5 separate regions of the Mus musculus genome follow, and all the other regions are linked to region 5. A link is a contact called in public Hi-C and promoter capture Hi-C data. All regions are on one chromosome and are shown on one strand. The core of a region is the stretch at or near the end of the contact, and the rest is flanking DNA. Distances in the headings are between cores, read along the strand shown.

Region 1 (2,700 bases), core at 105-2,604, 1.1 Mb after region 5:
AAGTGAATTTGTAAAGAAATAATCTGTAGTATTTAAAAGTATATGTGTTTGATTTGAAGTTCATTTATGTCTAAGTAATTCTACCTTTGATAAAAATTAGCTTAAGTTATTGGCATATCAGTTCTGTGGTTGTTGTTTTTAAGAATCTATGTGAAATGAGAACATAGAGAGAGGAAAACATATCATTTAGAGTGGCTTCTGAAATTCCATTTATTTTCAAGCTGATATTTTAAATGTAGTAAAGGTATTCAAAATGTGAAATGAATACAGATTTTTTTTTAAAGTTGTGCCTTTTACAGAAAGTATCTCTTTTGGAATGAAGCCTCAGGCCTTGTTGGCAGCCTTAAGGGCCATTCCCAGTAATACTTTTCTTTTTCATTCACTTCCTCATTAGTATAAAGCCAGACTGTATAGATTTTTGTTTTATTTACTGAGTTTAAAATAAGTAGAAGGCTCGGAGCTGAGGGTGATTCCCCAGTCACGTCAAGCTTCACAGATAATGGTTTTCTGCTGAAATGCAGATCAAAATAAGTTTTCCTGAAGTCTGGCTATCACCTGGGAGGCTACAGAAACGTGAGTTGCCAGGCCTCTCCCTTTGAAATGTCCCTGCGTGTCAGAGAAGCGAGCTGCTGTAGCACCGTTGTTTGCCATGTTCAAGACCCACTAGATAAAGAAACGGTTGTTTTCTCCCTCTGCAGCATCTAGTTGTTCCTATCTCGTGCTGCCTCTAGTCTTCCACGCCTTGATCACTAGCAGATTTAAGCTGTAACTGACACTACATTGGGCTGCAGAGGTAGCTCAGTTGGTAGAGTATGTTCACAGAGCCCTAGGTTGTATCTCGGCATCATATAACCATGTGTAGTGGTACATGCCTACAGTCTTAGCCCTAGAGAGGTGGATACCAGGCCACAAGATTCAGATCATTCTCAGCCACATAGGGAGCTCAAGACCAGCCTATGCCAGAGACCCTGTCTCAGAACAAAGCACTAAGCCTTGGTTAAGGAATCAATCATGATTCTGTCTTCATAATCGTCTCTGTGTCAACAGTCAAGTTATTTGTTCTTCGTTAGCCTGTTGGACTTATTGTAGGGTAAAGCCGCCCTTGCACCCCTTCTTAGTGTCAGTTACCCCGTGTGGTTCAGTACGTCTGAAATTATTACAGACTTGCCGTTTTCTCAGAATTAAGTGTAGATCAGGTGGGCGATGCCTTTTCTTAGTATTGAGTGCTCTTGTAAGTGGAGGAGGCTAGCCCTGCCTGTTAGTTGCTGAGGTTTGGAGCCGTGGACTCCTCTGGAGTGTGTACAGTATCTGAATTCCTTTACTAGTCCACAAAAGCTGCACGCTGCCAACTTCTCTGGCTTTGGAGCTCTAAATTAAGGCCAGTTCCTTTGCTCATCCCACAAACTCTTTCATGTTCCCTAACCGCAGCCTGAGCAAGGCGCCTCGGTTTCAACAGCAGCAGACCAGCATATGTTTACTTAATTCCTAAGACATGATGACAGTGGTCTCTGTGCCACTAAAAGCTTTCTCTTTATTATTTTCGGGTGAAGCTGATTTCCCAGCTCTCCTTGCCTGTCACGTGTGTTTTACAGCGCCTTCAGTGCTGCCCATGAAGAGCAGTGGAAGTTAAAGGAGCAGCAGATGAAAGTGCAGATTGCTCAGCTCGAAACTGCCTTAAAATCTGATCTTACAGACAAAACCGAAGTCCTTGACAAACTAAAGACTGAAAGAGGTACATAGAAATAACCACCCATTTACTTATGCAGACATCTGATGCTTATTTGCTGAGTCAGCCAATACTTCATGTATGCCTACTGTCCGCCAGTCATCCTGCTATCCTCTGGGGACAAAGCAGTGCATATTACATATATATATATATATATGTATGTATGTATGTATAGTGGGGGGGGAGGTATATGTATAATATATGACATACATATATGCCTTATATGTATGCCAAAAGAATTGTTTCTCAGATTCCCTTTTATCCAAGTTGTTTTTCATTAGTTTAATATCCCTAAGTTCTGATCTTTCCTTTATTTCACAGTCAACAAATATTTATTGAACAAGTGCTCAGCATTGTTCTAAGTTCCAAGGATACAGCAAATAAAAGGCTTACTCTCATAACTCATGGAAGCCAACAGTAGTTAGAGAAGTCTGTGATTGTACAGGTAATAGCTGATACAGTGGGGAAGATCCAAAGAAAGCCTCTTGCAGATTTTGAAAGATCAAACCAGAGCAATCTAATAGTAAGATGTCTGTATTTATTCTATTAACCAAGATGCTTTGTCAAAATGTCGCTGTTAAGGAATAATCACTAAACATAATCATATTAGGTCTTGTCTCATAGAGTAAAATGTAATTAAAGATGTCTGGACTGCTGTATTCCACACTGACTCATACGCAGACGCAGTGCACACAGATACACTGTGTTGGGTGAGAGATTTATATTCAAGTTTGGCACCTGTGTGTGCACCCATAAGATACACCCAGGAATATAGTAAGAAGGTTGCTCCTTTGGAACATTTGCAAGTCAGTTACACGAGAATTGTAGAAGTTGGATTCAGCGACATGGTGGCGCATGCCTCTAATCATAACACTCAGAAGACCAAGACAGGAGAATTGCAAATTCCAGACCCGCCTTGGGCTACATAGTAAAACCCTGTGTCCATAACAACAACAACAAAAAAATGGTTTAAT
Region 2 (2,700 bases), core at 94-2,593, 1.8 Mb before region 5:
CCTCTGTCTACTGAGTGCTGGGATCAAAGGCATGTGCTACTGTGCCTGGCCCTTTTTTTTCCCCCCTTGAGTGTCTCATTCTGTAGCCTAGGCTAGGCTAGCCTGGAACTCACCATGTAGTCTAGGCTAGATTGAACGTGTTGCAATCCTCCTGCCTAAGCCTCTTAAATGCTGGTGAGGGTCTAGAAGTCAGATAGAGCCCTGAGAGGCAGACAATAAAAAGAGAAGCCACCACTAGGTGACAAAAATGGCGAACCCAGGCTTCTTCTTTACCCTTCTGACCAAGGCCTAACATCTTTTTTTTTTCTTTTTTCTTTATTTATGTAAGTACACTGTAACTTTTTTCAGACACACCTGAAGAGGGCATCAGATCTCATTACAGGTGGTTGTGAGCCACCATGTGGTTGCTGGGATTTGAACTCAGGACCTCTGGGAGAGCAGTCAGTGCTCTATTAACCGCTGAGCCAACTCTCCAGCCCGGTTTATCATTTTCTAAGTCTAGTTTTCCGCTATTCCTGTCAACCTCATGGATCCCGAAGTCCTTTTTTAATGAATTTGCCTTGCCTAATTTACCTAGACCTCACCCCTGCAGCTTGTGCCCAGAGAATCCCAGATGGTATAGGGCTTGCTTTCAGAATTCACACAGTACGGTGGGTGCCCTCTCAGAAGATGTCCAGCCACCCCGCATCCCTTGAAAAATGAGATATACAGCATTTCCCATGGAAACGCAAGTCCCAGGCTTGGCCCACCAGTTCTTGTGGCTGCCATTTAGAATAGGTTCTTTACAGTCACACATGTCACTCTAGTTACACACACGCCCTGGGGGCCCTTTTGTTAGATGCTCCACGTGCATTTTGAATTTACACTCTTCAGAAGAGAGAATCTAACTGGTTTCTCTCTTTTGAACTACTATGGATTATATAGGGTTGGATAGGGTATCATGCCAAGCCCTCAGACTTAACTTCCTGCTTCCTCCGCTCATCCACCGACAGTTTCCCTGCTGTGGGCAAGACGTGGTCACGTGAAGGAGTGAGTGAGGGCCTTAAAGATGGCTCAGTGGGTGAAGGTACCTTTTAGCCAAACTGGGCGATCTGAATTTGATCCCTAGGACATGGTGGGCGAGAACTACCTCCTAAAAATGATCTCTGCCGTGCATACACTTGTCATGCCACATGCACATGAATGTGCGCACACACTCCCCCTAAGTGTAATAAACAGCGTGATTGGTGCGGTTCTGAGTTCCGCTTCCTCCCTCGGGGTGTCTAAGCACCACTGCACACTCCGGGGGTCAGGATGGGGGCATGAAGCGGACGGAACCCGGAAGGGTTGCGTCAGCAGGATCTCGGTCCAGCTGTGAGTTGGGGGCGGGGCTTCTCCGAGGATTTCAGAGTTAGAGCTCTTTTACATGGTGTTCAGTGACTCAGCTTTCTTAGCAGATGACCTGCAGCGAAACTGCTTGCTCCTTTAAATTAGAGGTGAACAAAGGTCATATGAACTGTGAGGAGTGGTTTTCAGGGTGAGAGTAAATTATTGGCTGTGGCGGGGGTGGGGGGTAGGGGGTGGGAATCGGAATGCTTCATTTACATGGAGAGGAATTCCAGGTGCTTTGGAGGCAGGTTCTTAATGGGAGAGATGGAAGTTGAACCTTGGCCACGGACTACATGACTTTCCAGGGGTAGAGGATATGTGCAGGGTCTTGCTCTCCAGATAAGGTCAGGCAAAGAAGGGAAAGCCCCACAGAGAAAGGTAGTCCTCCACTTTGTGCCAAGCTCAGAACCTATCTGGACATGGTGGACTGCCGACCTTAATTGTAGGGTCTTCCAACAAGTAGAGATGTCTTCTGACCTCGTGGCTTCTCCCAAGAGGCCCACACATCTGTCTTAGCTTATTCCATACCAACTACCCTAAAGTCGGGGGGGGGGGGGGACAGGAATGGAGCCATTTAAAGATGGAGATGTTCAAACTGTAGTGGTCCAGCTCAGAAGCAACGCTCTGACGTGGTAACTGATCCCCAAATAACACGATGTAGGTGCAGCTTGCCAGGACTGTAGCCATCTTGATTATCCCTGTGACTATCCTGGAGTAACCCTAGTTAGTGGTCACTGCACAATTTCTTAGCAAACCATGAGTTGATAAGGTGGAGTCATTTATGAGACTTTGCAGTCAGACTGGCAGGATGCACCCGGCTCTTCATGATCATCTTAAGATAAGCCAGCTACCTTCCAGTAGTGTCAAGTCACTTTTGTTCAAGCCTTTAAACTCCCAACTGAGTCAAAATGTGGGATGCCAAATTGGACATTCTGGTGCCTGGGTCCACACTTCTGTCCGTAAATTCCCCCAGTAATTGTCACTCGTTAATTCTAGATGTGTCTGCATCTCTTTGACCTCACAGCCCCTTGTCCTCATCTTTTAGGACTGGGTTGTTCTGGAGGAAACAGAGCCTTGAAGACTTCTATCAGGGGGTCTGTTATATTTATATTTCCTCTCCTCTTGGAAGCTGAGTGGGGTTGGACCTGATTAGTATGTGACTGGCAGACAGTATCCGATACATGCTCATTTAACTTAGAGCACACTTATAGATTGCCTGCTGACTGCCACACACCATGGCTGGATGAGAGGGAGAGAGTCCTGAGTCCCTGATATGTGCCAGGGACTGTTCTAGACACATTCAGGTTCATGGCAGCCCCGTGTGCTCCCCAT
Region 3 (2,700 bases), core at 133-2,632, 1.2 Mb after region 5:
ACATCCCCAGACTGAGCTGCGCCACCTGAGGAGATGTGGAAACAGAGAGCTAGAAGGGGAGCTGCCAACCAAGAGAGGCAGCTTGGTCTAAGAGACTGGCTAAGAGAGTAAGGGGTAAACTGAAAGGAGCAGGTAACCAAAATGGCTGAGTTACATGGGGAAGGGCTTCTAGGGAGAAAGGCAGCATGTTTCCCGGGCGGGGAAAAATTAGAGTAGGGGCCAGACATATCTTGTAACAAGTAGGGACTAAGGGATGCAGGCCACAGTAGAAACAGAGACTGTAGGCTGCAAGTCTGGCCATTTAAGATTTACACAGCCAAATATTGCCAGATTTCTTCCTTCCTTCCTTCCTTCCTTCCTTCCTTCCTTCCTTCCTTCCTTCCTTCCTTCTTTTTTTTTTTTTTTGGGGGGGGGGGTTCAAGACAGGGTTTTTCTGTGTAGCCCTGGCTGTCCTGGAACTCTGTAGACCAGGCTGGCCTAGAACTCGGAAATCTGCCTACCACTGCCTACCAAGTGCTGGGATTAAAGGCGTGCGCGCCACCACTGCCCGGCGCCAGAATTATTTCTTAAGTACATCAGTGTTGTTCGATAATAGTCGTTACAGAGGGTCATCTTGGCCACTGGGCAGAATTATGCTTTTCTCCAGAGAAACGGGGCTTTATGTCAGGCCAGAACTTCAGGATGCTTGTATCCGTTAGAGACACGTTCTTTGATACGCTAATGTGTTTAATGGCTGGTTGTAAATCAGGGTTGTCTTTTTTTTGGTTATGGGAATGGAACCTAATGCACATCAATCCCCGGGAAGAAACATTTACAGAATTCTTTCTAACAAGCCTGATAACTTTGGATTTATTGTAAAGGTAGCACTACCTCAGCTAAATTCTACTCTGTGTCACTTATTGTCTCCTAAGCAAGTTGATTAATAAATCCCATCACTCCCACCAGGGAGCTGCAGACCTCCCTCTCCAGCCAGTGGCTCAGAGTCCAGGCCTGGATACCGGCTGACGCTTGGCGGAGCCAAGAGCTAGCAGCAATCACTGCCGGAGACTGGCTATAGTGGCTGCCGCATAAACCTCTGGGTGGGTATCCATGGTGACTGACACACGCCACGTCCAATGGCGGCCTGGTGCCTGTTTGTTTCTCGTCCCAGCCTCCCCAGGGATTGAAGCTTCTTTGACTGACAGCTCGTCCCTGGGCGCTGTTACGTAAGGGGGAGGTACGAGCGCGGCCCCACCCGAGCGGCGCTAACTTGATTGGCAGGACGGAGCTCCAAGCCCCAACACCTCCCGGAAGTACGTTTTTGATGGACGGCGAGAGAGAGCCATTCGGCATGGGTATCCGAGCGGAAGCGCCCAGTCTAGGGCGTGTCCAGGGCGTGTCCCGCTGAGGGCAGGGCGGGGCGGGGCTCTGCGGGAGAGGAGCGGCAGGGGCCGGGCTGCAGGACAGCCGGAGATGCTGTTGGCCCGCGGTGGCGCTCGGCCCCCAGCGCTCCGCACCGAGGGCATCCAGGTAAGCGTCTCACCTCTGGGCTGGTGGCTACCGAGTCGTCAGGACAGAGGGTTTGTGTCCGCGGCCCGGCGTTCGGTTCCCTGGGGTGCGCTAGGGACCGGGGCGACGGCGGCCGCGCGGGGACACGGGGGCGGGGCCGCACCTGTGCGCTGCAGGCACCTGCTGCACCCGAGGAAGAGGGCGGCAGGGTTGGTGGCGCTCTGCTCCGCTTGGTCTGCCCCTCCTGCGCTGGGTCCCGTCTGTCTGGCGAGGGGCTGACATGAAGCCCCAGGCTCTCGGCCTCGGCTGCAGACTAGCGGGCCCAGCCAGCCTCCAACTCGCTTCCAGGCTAGGGCCGGGCACCAGCCTTACATCACCTCGGGACAGGTTTGTCCAGATTCTCTACGTGCTCCGAAATGGGATTGTGCCCCGGGCCAGGGTGCCCGGCCCAGCTAGCTGCCCAGCCAGCCGGGCTGTCGGAGGCCCGGGCTGTTTACTTTTCCTCGGTCCTGTCTGGTGGCCTCTTAATGTGGAATTTCGTAAACCCTTTTTGGGGTGATAACATTAGTTAGCTCTGTGTCACAGAAGAACGATGGTAGCTAGGTCTCATTGGCCCTCTGCGGTATACTCACTGTCGCATAGGTGAAGATGCAGACTTCGCTCAGCTGTGTAAATGCATGCAATCATTTTTTTTTTTTAAGAGTCAGAGGAGCAGGAAGTCTGGTGGTATTTTCTGCGAATAAGGATGGAACCTGTTTTCCTTACATCTGTCATTACTATTGGACGATGTCATGCTATGCTTATGGTAGATTGCTCATCTAGCAAACTGTAGTTTCTGAAAAGTTGGCTACGGTTCCTTGTGCTTATGTTGCTATTGGAACCACTGAGTTAAAAATATGGCTGCGCTGGACGGTACATGGTACCTTTTGGAGGAACTGAGGGCCATGTACTGAATTTTTAAAGGCAGAAGACATGAAAGGTGCCCAGTGCCAGTACATTTACAAATAGGAAATGCCACGCCTCTCAAGAGGTGAAGAAAAACCTTGAGAAAACATGTGTGTCTAGGCAGTGGGTTACTAGTCCTTAAGGAAAATATATAGTTTTCATTTGAGCCAAACAGGAACATAACCCTCCTTGAATTTTTGATGCACTATGGTGTCAGCCACCTTTAAAAGCAGGTTTGCAAAGCCCTACCTGGCTGCAAGTCAGCAA
Region 4 (2,700 bases), core at 129-2,628, 1.3 Mb after region 5:
ACTAATTTACTAAGCATCTGTTAAATGCCACTTGCATATGTGACACCAGGCTTCATATGACTTAGTCTGTGATTTGAAGTCTCTGCTATGTTATAATACTCATTCTTGCTAATTTACAGCGTCATCTCTAAGGTGAAGTAAGAATTCGTTTGGGAGTATTTGTGTCCTTCAAACCAGAAGTTCTCCTCTTTGCCTGGCTATCGGAAACACTGGGTAAGGAAGGCGGCTACGGTCTCTTCAGCCAGACTGCTTCAGTCTAGGAAATTTTCTGCACACATACACACATTGCTTTAGTTAAGCTTTAGGTAAGCACTTTGAAGTGGGCACAAGTAACAAAACTGCTCACACAACATAACTGAGTTTCACTGTGGTTAAAAACTTGTCCAGAGTCACTCAGACACAGGTCTAAAGCTGCCATGTTTCTTTTTTTTGTGAGTGTAACAAATGGAGAGAGGGGAATTCGATGTGTGTCGATTTTTAAAAAAATAGAAATAAACCGACTCAGAAGAATGGCACAAGTACATCCATATCATAGTTAAATAACACCTTGCTTAGCCTTCGGGTCGGGGGCCTCTTTGCTCTGCTACTTCGATAAGCTTCCATATATAAAATCAAAGGGTCATACGCACAGGCAGCTGAAAAACAATCCGGACTTCCGTGTCACTTCCCATTGGCCCATACAGGGGAGGTGCCTGCAGAGTTGACAGGCACTAGCCCGAATAGCCATTTTCGTCAACTGCAAAGCCCCGTCCCAAGAACGGAACATAACAAGCCTACACCTGGATGACAGCCAAAAAGAGTGCCCAAGTTCAGCAACAAATGTTGTGTGTCTACACCCGCTTTTCATCTGCCCGGGGGGTGGGGGACAATAAATCCTAAGCCATTCTCACACGTAAGCAAGCCTGAAACTTAATGAGTTTCCTCTGACGGCCGCAAAGCCAGGGGGAGGCAATGGTGCGGGGCAAACGACCAAGTGATCCTAGGGCCACCCCGAGTCCCCGATCTCCACGGAGGATCTGAGCACGCACCTCCAGCGTGTAGCTCTCGCTCATGCTGCGGTAGCTGCTCCAGGCCTCGGCGCGCGCCGCCTCGTCCATGTTGAGGCGGCTGCACAGCTCCTCGAACCGCTGCTGGATCTGATGGCTCGGGGACCCCGCGGGCTGCGCGCGATCCGCGGCGTCGCCATCCTCCTCCTCTTCCTCCGAGCTGGCTGCAGCAGCTGGAGGAGGCGGTGGCGACTGGTTGCCTCCAGATGCCATGGCGCACCCCGAGGCCGCGGCTCTTCAGATGCGCTCAGGGCCCGGGCCCGCAGCCATTCAAACCGCGAAGCGCCGGCCCGTCAGCAGCCTGTCCTGCTACTGTGCCGCCCCCAAAGTTCCTCAGTCCCATGCGGGCACCCGTAGGTCTGAGCACGGCCTGCTGGGAAATGTAGTCTCGGCCGGGATCTCAGGGAGACCAAAAGTCATGGAAGAAGAAAGCAAAAAACGAGCTGTGCATCATTTAGGGGTGAATGGACACGTCCTCTACCGTTTTAAAAAGCATCTCTCAATAGTGAGACCATTCAGAAGGCTCGTTTGAAGAGAAAAAGACCAAGAAATATCGACAGGATTTAGTATATAAGCCCTTTACACACATCCTCACCTAGAGGTCCTCAGATAGTAAAGCTAAAAGGTCCAAAGTAAAGATAATAGTTTGCCTGCCCTTTCTAGTCTCTGTTGCTGAGATAAACACGGACTGTAACCAACTCGGAGAGGAAAGGGCTTATTTCATTTTAGTCTTTACAGTTCATCATTGACGGAGGTTAAAGCAGGACGCTGCTTACTGACTTAGCTCCCCGTTGCTTTATCAGCTACTTTCTTAATACAACGCCACCCCCGCGGCCGCCACCTCCCTAGGCAAGACCCACAGGTCAATCCAACAGAGAGGATTCCTCAAGTGACACTCCTATGTCAACGCTATCAATGGCAAAGGTATATTGAGCTAAGAATTGATCTCACTTCACCAAACAAAAACAAAATAAAAAACCCTCAACCCTCAACCCTCAATCACACAAATAATCATGAATGTGTTTTCAAGAATAACTTAAAATGTATATTAGCTATCACATAACTGCTCCTAGATACGGCTAAAGTTTCTTACAGATAAAAGGAAGAGCGTAGAGCAGGGACATCTGAGTGAGTCCAGAGTGGACATGACCCTGAGCCACCTGAGGGAGGAGAGTGCGGGGAGGGGGCGCGGGAGGTGAAGGGAGAGAGGGGAGAGAGGGGAACCAGGTGCAGCAGCTAGAAGGCCCAAAGGTACACCGAGCTAGAAACTAAAATGTCTGGATTATATAGGAAAGCACAGCCCACCCCTTGAGCTGGAGAGTTTTGGGTAGGGGGCTGGCTATGGTAACAGGTAGAGGTTGAGGGCTACCAGGAGAACAGAGCAGCCAGGTCCTCTTTGATATGTTAAATAGGCACCTCAGCCTTTTGTCCCCGGGCTTGAAACTTTCCTATATTTATGATTTGAGGTGTTAAAGCTACCGAATCTCTAACTAAGCTTAGATATGAAGGGAATTTCAAAGAATTTGCTCACGGAAAAGAAACTTTTAAGGCACATTGCATGGGCTTAAGTGGTGAAGAGAATCTAGTGGAGATAAACACATTGATTGAAAAGGGCTGGGGAGATTCTCAGTGGCAAAAAAAAAATCCCTCACCT
Region 5 (2,700 bases), core at 159-2,658:
GCTCTCCTTTTGCTAACTCTGGGCGGAGCGGCAATCTCGACGTACAACTGGCCTTAGTCTTGGCTCGGGCCGTTCGGGAACACAAAGGGAAAGATGCAGCGGGCTGCGCTCGGGAGAACGCTCTGCGCCCTCCTCGCCAGTGCGAATAGCGAAGTTGGCGGACGTCTTGTTCTCCCGAGAGCTGGGCTGGGAGGTGGTTTTTCTCCCTCCACGCTCCACAGTGGCTTCTCCCTCCTGCCGGAGGTCTCTAGGTTGAGCTGGAGACCTGGAATTCAGATCCCAGGGAGAGTCGATGGATGCCGGCGCTCAGGGCACAGCGAGGCCGAGATGACCGCCTTTCTGCGCCAGCAACTGCAGCAGGTGGGCAAGAGCCAGGCCTAAGTAGAAGGGGCCCCGCTAGCCCTTCCTTCCACCCATCCCTGGCAGACGACGAGAAGAGGCTAGAGAGGAGACTCTGGGGTCTCTGGCTGGGGGTGTGACTTTTCTCTGGAACGAGGAAGGCAGTGGGCAAGAAGTGCCCGACGGAGAAGCTGTTCTACCCGAGTCGGTCCCCCAGACGCCCCCGGCCCCTTGCCATCCCAAGTAGCGATGCCTGCTTCTCATGTCTAGCCACGAGCAGCTTGCCCCGTCAGGTCTGTGGAGCCGGAGGGTGTGGGGTCTCGCCCCTTTTGTTCCACTAAGTCGCCTTCCACCCTCGCTCGCCCCCGCCCCAGTTCCACTGCAAACACTGGGCAGTGAACAGTGTCCAACCCAACCGCTGTTTGTTCAGCGAGGCGCTGGCCCGGCAAACACACACCACAGAGTCCCAGGCAGAGTTCTCGGAACACCCCCTCCCCAAACCCCCCACGGCCACACAGTGAGAAGGCAAAACAGACCCTAGTCCCTGGTCTCCACCTCCCGCCGCCGCAAATTACAAACGCACTGAAGCTTTGGGACAGACAGGGGCGCTGGTAAACCAGGACCGCCGGCGGCAGAGTGCACACACCACACATCAAGCATTTTGTGGCCTTTCACAACCCAGCCACGCGCAGGCTGGAGCGTAACAATACACAAAGTTTCCTGTAATGATTCTCACTAGCCAGCAAGCAGTTTGCTCGGTTGGGGCCGTGGCAAACACTAACCCCACGCGGATCGCACAGGGACCCGCACCGCGGCGCGCATTCACGCACGCGCGCAGACTGCCCCCTCACTTAGCACTCAGGATACAGGTTCCGCCCCCGAGAGGTTGGACCCCGCGGACTACATTCTCCAAGAACCTCTAGGCCTACCCCGCCCTTCCCCTACACAGCTTCGCCTCTGATTGGGCGTTGGTCTCCATTAGCCCCTCCTCTGGATGACGTAATCCGCTTCCCTCGGAGTTCCAGCGCCAGGGGGCGTGGCTGGGAGGGTCTTTGGCTGCGTATTGTCATGGAGACCAGAAGCGGTCGGCTGCTGAAGCGGGCGGCTGCGAGCTAGACTGATCGGCACGCGAAACCGGAGCCCTGGAGAGCGTGCGGCGGCCTGAGGCTGCCTCTCGGGCTGACCATTCCGGGTTCGGGGTAGGCCGGAGCTCTTCAGGGAGCGTCCCCGCCCCGACGCGCGGGTCCCCGCCTCCCGCGTCCGCACCGCCCCCCGGCTCCGCCCGCTCAGCCCGGCTAACGGTCGGCGCGGCCTGCCACGAGGGAGCGTCCGCGGCCCGCGCAGAGCCGCGCACCAAGCCGATGGCGGTGGACGCAGCAGGGCCCCGCGGTCTGAGTGCGGGCAGGCGCGCGTGGGCGTGTCTCCCTGGCCCACGCGTGTCCCCGGCATCAGTGTCTCGGCTCTGGTCCAGGACGAAGACTTCTGAAAGCGAGCCAAGGAGGTTTGTGCCACCGAGAGCCCAAGTCTGTCACGCAGACATCCTCATTACATAATCCTGCCACTTGGGCGACTTGACTGTTTCTGTCTCCCCCTCCCCATCTTGCTCCCCACTCTATATTTTTTCTGCTCTCTCTCTCTCTCTCTCTCTCTTTTTTTTTATTTTTTTTATTTTTTTTATTTTTTTTGGTGTGTGTGAAGGACTAGAAAGTGTCCTGCAAGATATTGAAACATTTAGAATTTGCGATTTTGTTTCTCTGGTTGTCACCTCCGCTCTACATCAAATTTAAGGCTCATTTCTTAAGGATGTCTCTATTTTCTGCTTTATTTGCACACTGATGGCTCTGCTGCTCTGCTGGCCTCAGCCGCCTGCGTCTGATACAGAACCGCGTTAATAAGAGAGGGAAGGCGAAAGCTGATCATTAGCAGGCAGACGGAACTCAGATAGCATCTGGCGTCCTTTTCTCCATGTTTACAAGAAAGCTTTTATATTCTCGCTTGGTAAACACATTCTTGCTGGCAAACACAAGGTTTTAACTTTTTATCTTGATACTAGGGGAGAATCAACACTCCTCCCCACACAAACACCTTTTTTTTTTTTTCCTTTCTGTTCCGTCAGCTTTTCCATTTGGGAAACTGTTCACTTGTTAGCTGTAGTTCCGGGTCTCTTGTCGCTGAAGCTTTTTATACACCAGCAGAGGTAGGACCCTCATGCCAGATCACCAAGACTCGTTTATTCCCCCTTACTGCTGCATTTGTATATTTCTAAACATGTACTAGGGCTAGGTTACTCTGTTTTTAATGTTGGCTTGTTAAGCTTCATTTAAAAACTTGCCAAGGGTTTATTGGTTTGTCGTGTCTGCA

The links. Promoter capture Hi-C pulls out the DNA fragments that hold promoters and counts their contacts. Hi-C and Micro-C count contacts between places; a contact is called where the count stands out from the background.
Region 1: a Hi-C map of embryonic fibroblasts shows a contact between it and region 5, with 4 times the contacts expected there. The contact joins the enhancer-like site here to the promoter of Crnde in region 5. A contact is called at or near these places in 15 of 39 promoter capture datasets (the 3T3-L1 cell line, 3T3-L1-derived adipocytes, the HPC-7 cell line and 10 more), 1 of 484 Hi-C or Micro-C datasets (embryonic fibroblasts) and 12 of 115 datasets of contacts at active chromatin or transcription factors (the 230-238 cell line, acute myeloid leukemia, astrocytes and 9 more).
Region 2: a Hi-C map of the G1E-ER4 cell line shows a contact between it and region 5, with 8 times the contacts expected there. The contact joins the enhancer-like site here to the promoter of Crnde in region 5. A contact is called at or near these places in 1 of 39 promoter capture datasets (liver) and 2 of 484 Hi-C or Micro-C datasets (both in the G1E-ER4 cell line).
Region 3: a contact with region 5 is called in a promoter capture Hi-C map of pre-B cells, with 3 times the contacts expected there. The contact joins the promoter of Aktip here to the promoter of Crnde in region 5. A contact is called at or near these places in 11 of 39 promoter capture datasets (the 3T3-L1 cell line, 3T3-L1-derived adipocytes, the HPC-7 cell line and 7 more), 7 of 484 Hi-C or Micro-C datasets (CD4 T cells, embryonic stem cells, liver and 2 more), 15 of 115 datasets of contacts at active chromatin or transcription factors (the 230-238 cell line, the NIH/3T3 cell line, the SCID.adh cell line and 12 more) and 2 of 9 other capture datasets (adipose tissue and liver).
Region 4: a contact with region 5 is called in a promoter capture Hi-C map of hematopoietic stem and progenitor cells, with 4 times the contacts expected there. The contact joins the promoter of Rbl2 here to the promoter of Crnde in region 5. A contact is called at or near these places in 8 of 39 promoter capture datasets (the 3T3-L1 cell line, HPC-7-derived erythroid cells, cranial neural crest and 5 more), 3 of 484 Hi-C or Micro-C datasets (B cells, CD4 T cells and embryonic stem cells), 2 of 115 datasets of contacts at active chromatin or transcription factors (large pre-B cells and thymic regulatory T cells) and 1 of 9 other capture datasets (pancreatic islet).

The regions. Positions count from the first base shown.
Region 1 is chr8:91,279,750-91,282,449 of GRCm38.p6, reverse strand. Rpgrip1l (Rpgrip1-like) reads left to right here. Exons shown (of 26, transcript NM_173431.2): 10 at 1,593-1,732. All of the region lies in intron 2 of Gm36163 (a long non-coding RNA gene), which reads right to left. Among named protein-coding and RNA genes, the nearest start is that of Gm36163, 7.4 kb to the right of the region's middle. Within about 2 kb of position 1,354, at least 43 of the 459 cell types and tissues checked have an H3K27ac peak or open chromatin away from gene starts, as enhancers often do. A contact at or near this core is called in the SN4741 cell line, embryonic fibroblasts and fibro-adipogenic progenitors, where this site is marked.
Region 2 is chr8:94,189,929-94,192,628 of GRCm38.p6, reverse strand. No RefSeq gene overlaps it. Among named protein-coding and RNA genes, the nearest start is that of Gm39228, 7.9 kb to the right of the region's middle. Within about 2 kb of position 1,343, at least 150 of the 459 cell types and tissues checked have an H3K27ac peak or open chromatin away from gene starts, as enhancers often do. A contact at or near this core is called in the G1E-ER4 cell line and liver, where this site is marked.
Region 3 is chr8:91,132,709-91,135,408 of GRCm38.p6, reverse strand. Aktip (thymoma viral proto-oncogene 1 interacting protein) reads left to right here and starts at 1,382. Exons shown (of 10, transcript NM_001302266.1): 1 at 1,382-1,509.
Region 4 is chr8:91,068,735-91,071,434 of GRCm38.p6, reverse strand. It overlaps Rbl2 (RB transcriptional corepressor like 2), which reads right to left and starts at 1,378. Exons shown (of 22, transcript NM_011250.4): 1 at 1,029-1,378. The coding sequence starts at 1,259.
Region 5 is chr8:92,354,828-92,357,527 of GRCm38.p6, reverse strand. It overlaps Crnde (colorectal neoplasia differentially expressed (non-protein coding)), which reads left to right and starts at 1,408. Exons shown (of 4, transcript NR_110452.1): 1 at 1,408-1,840.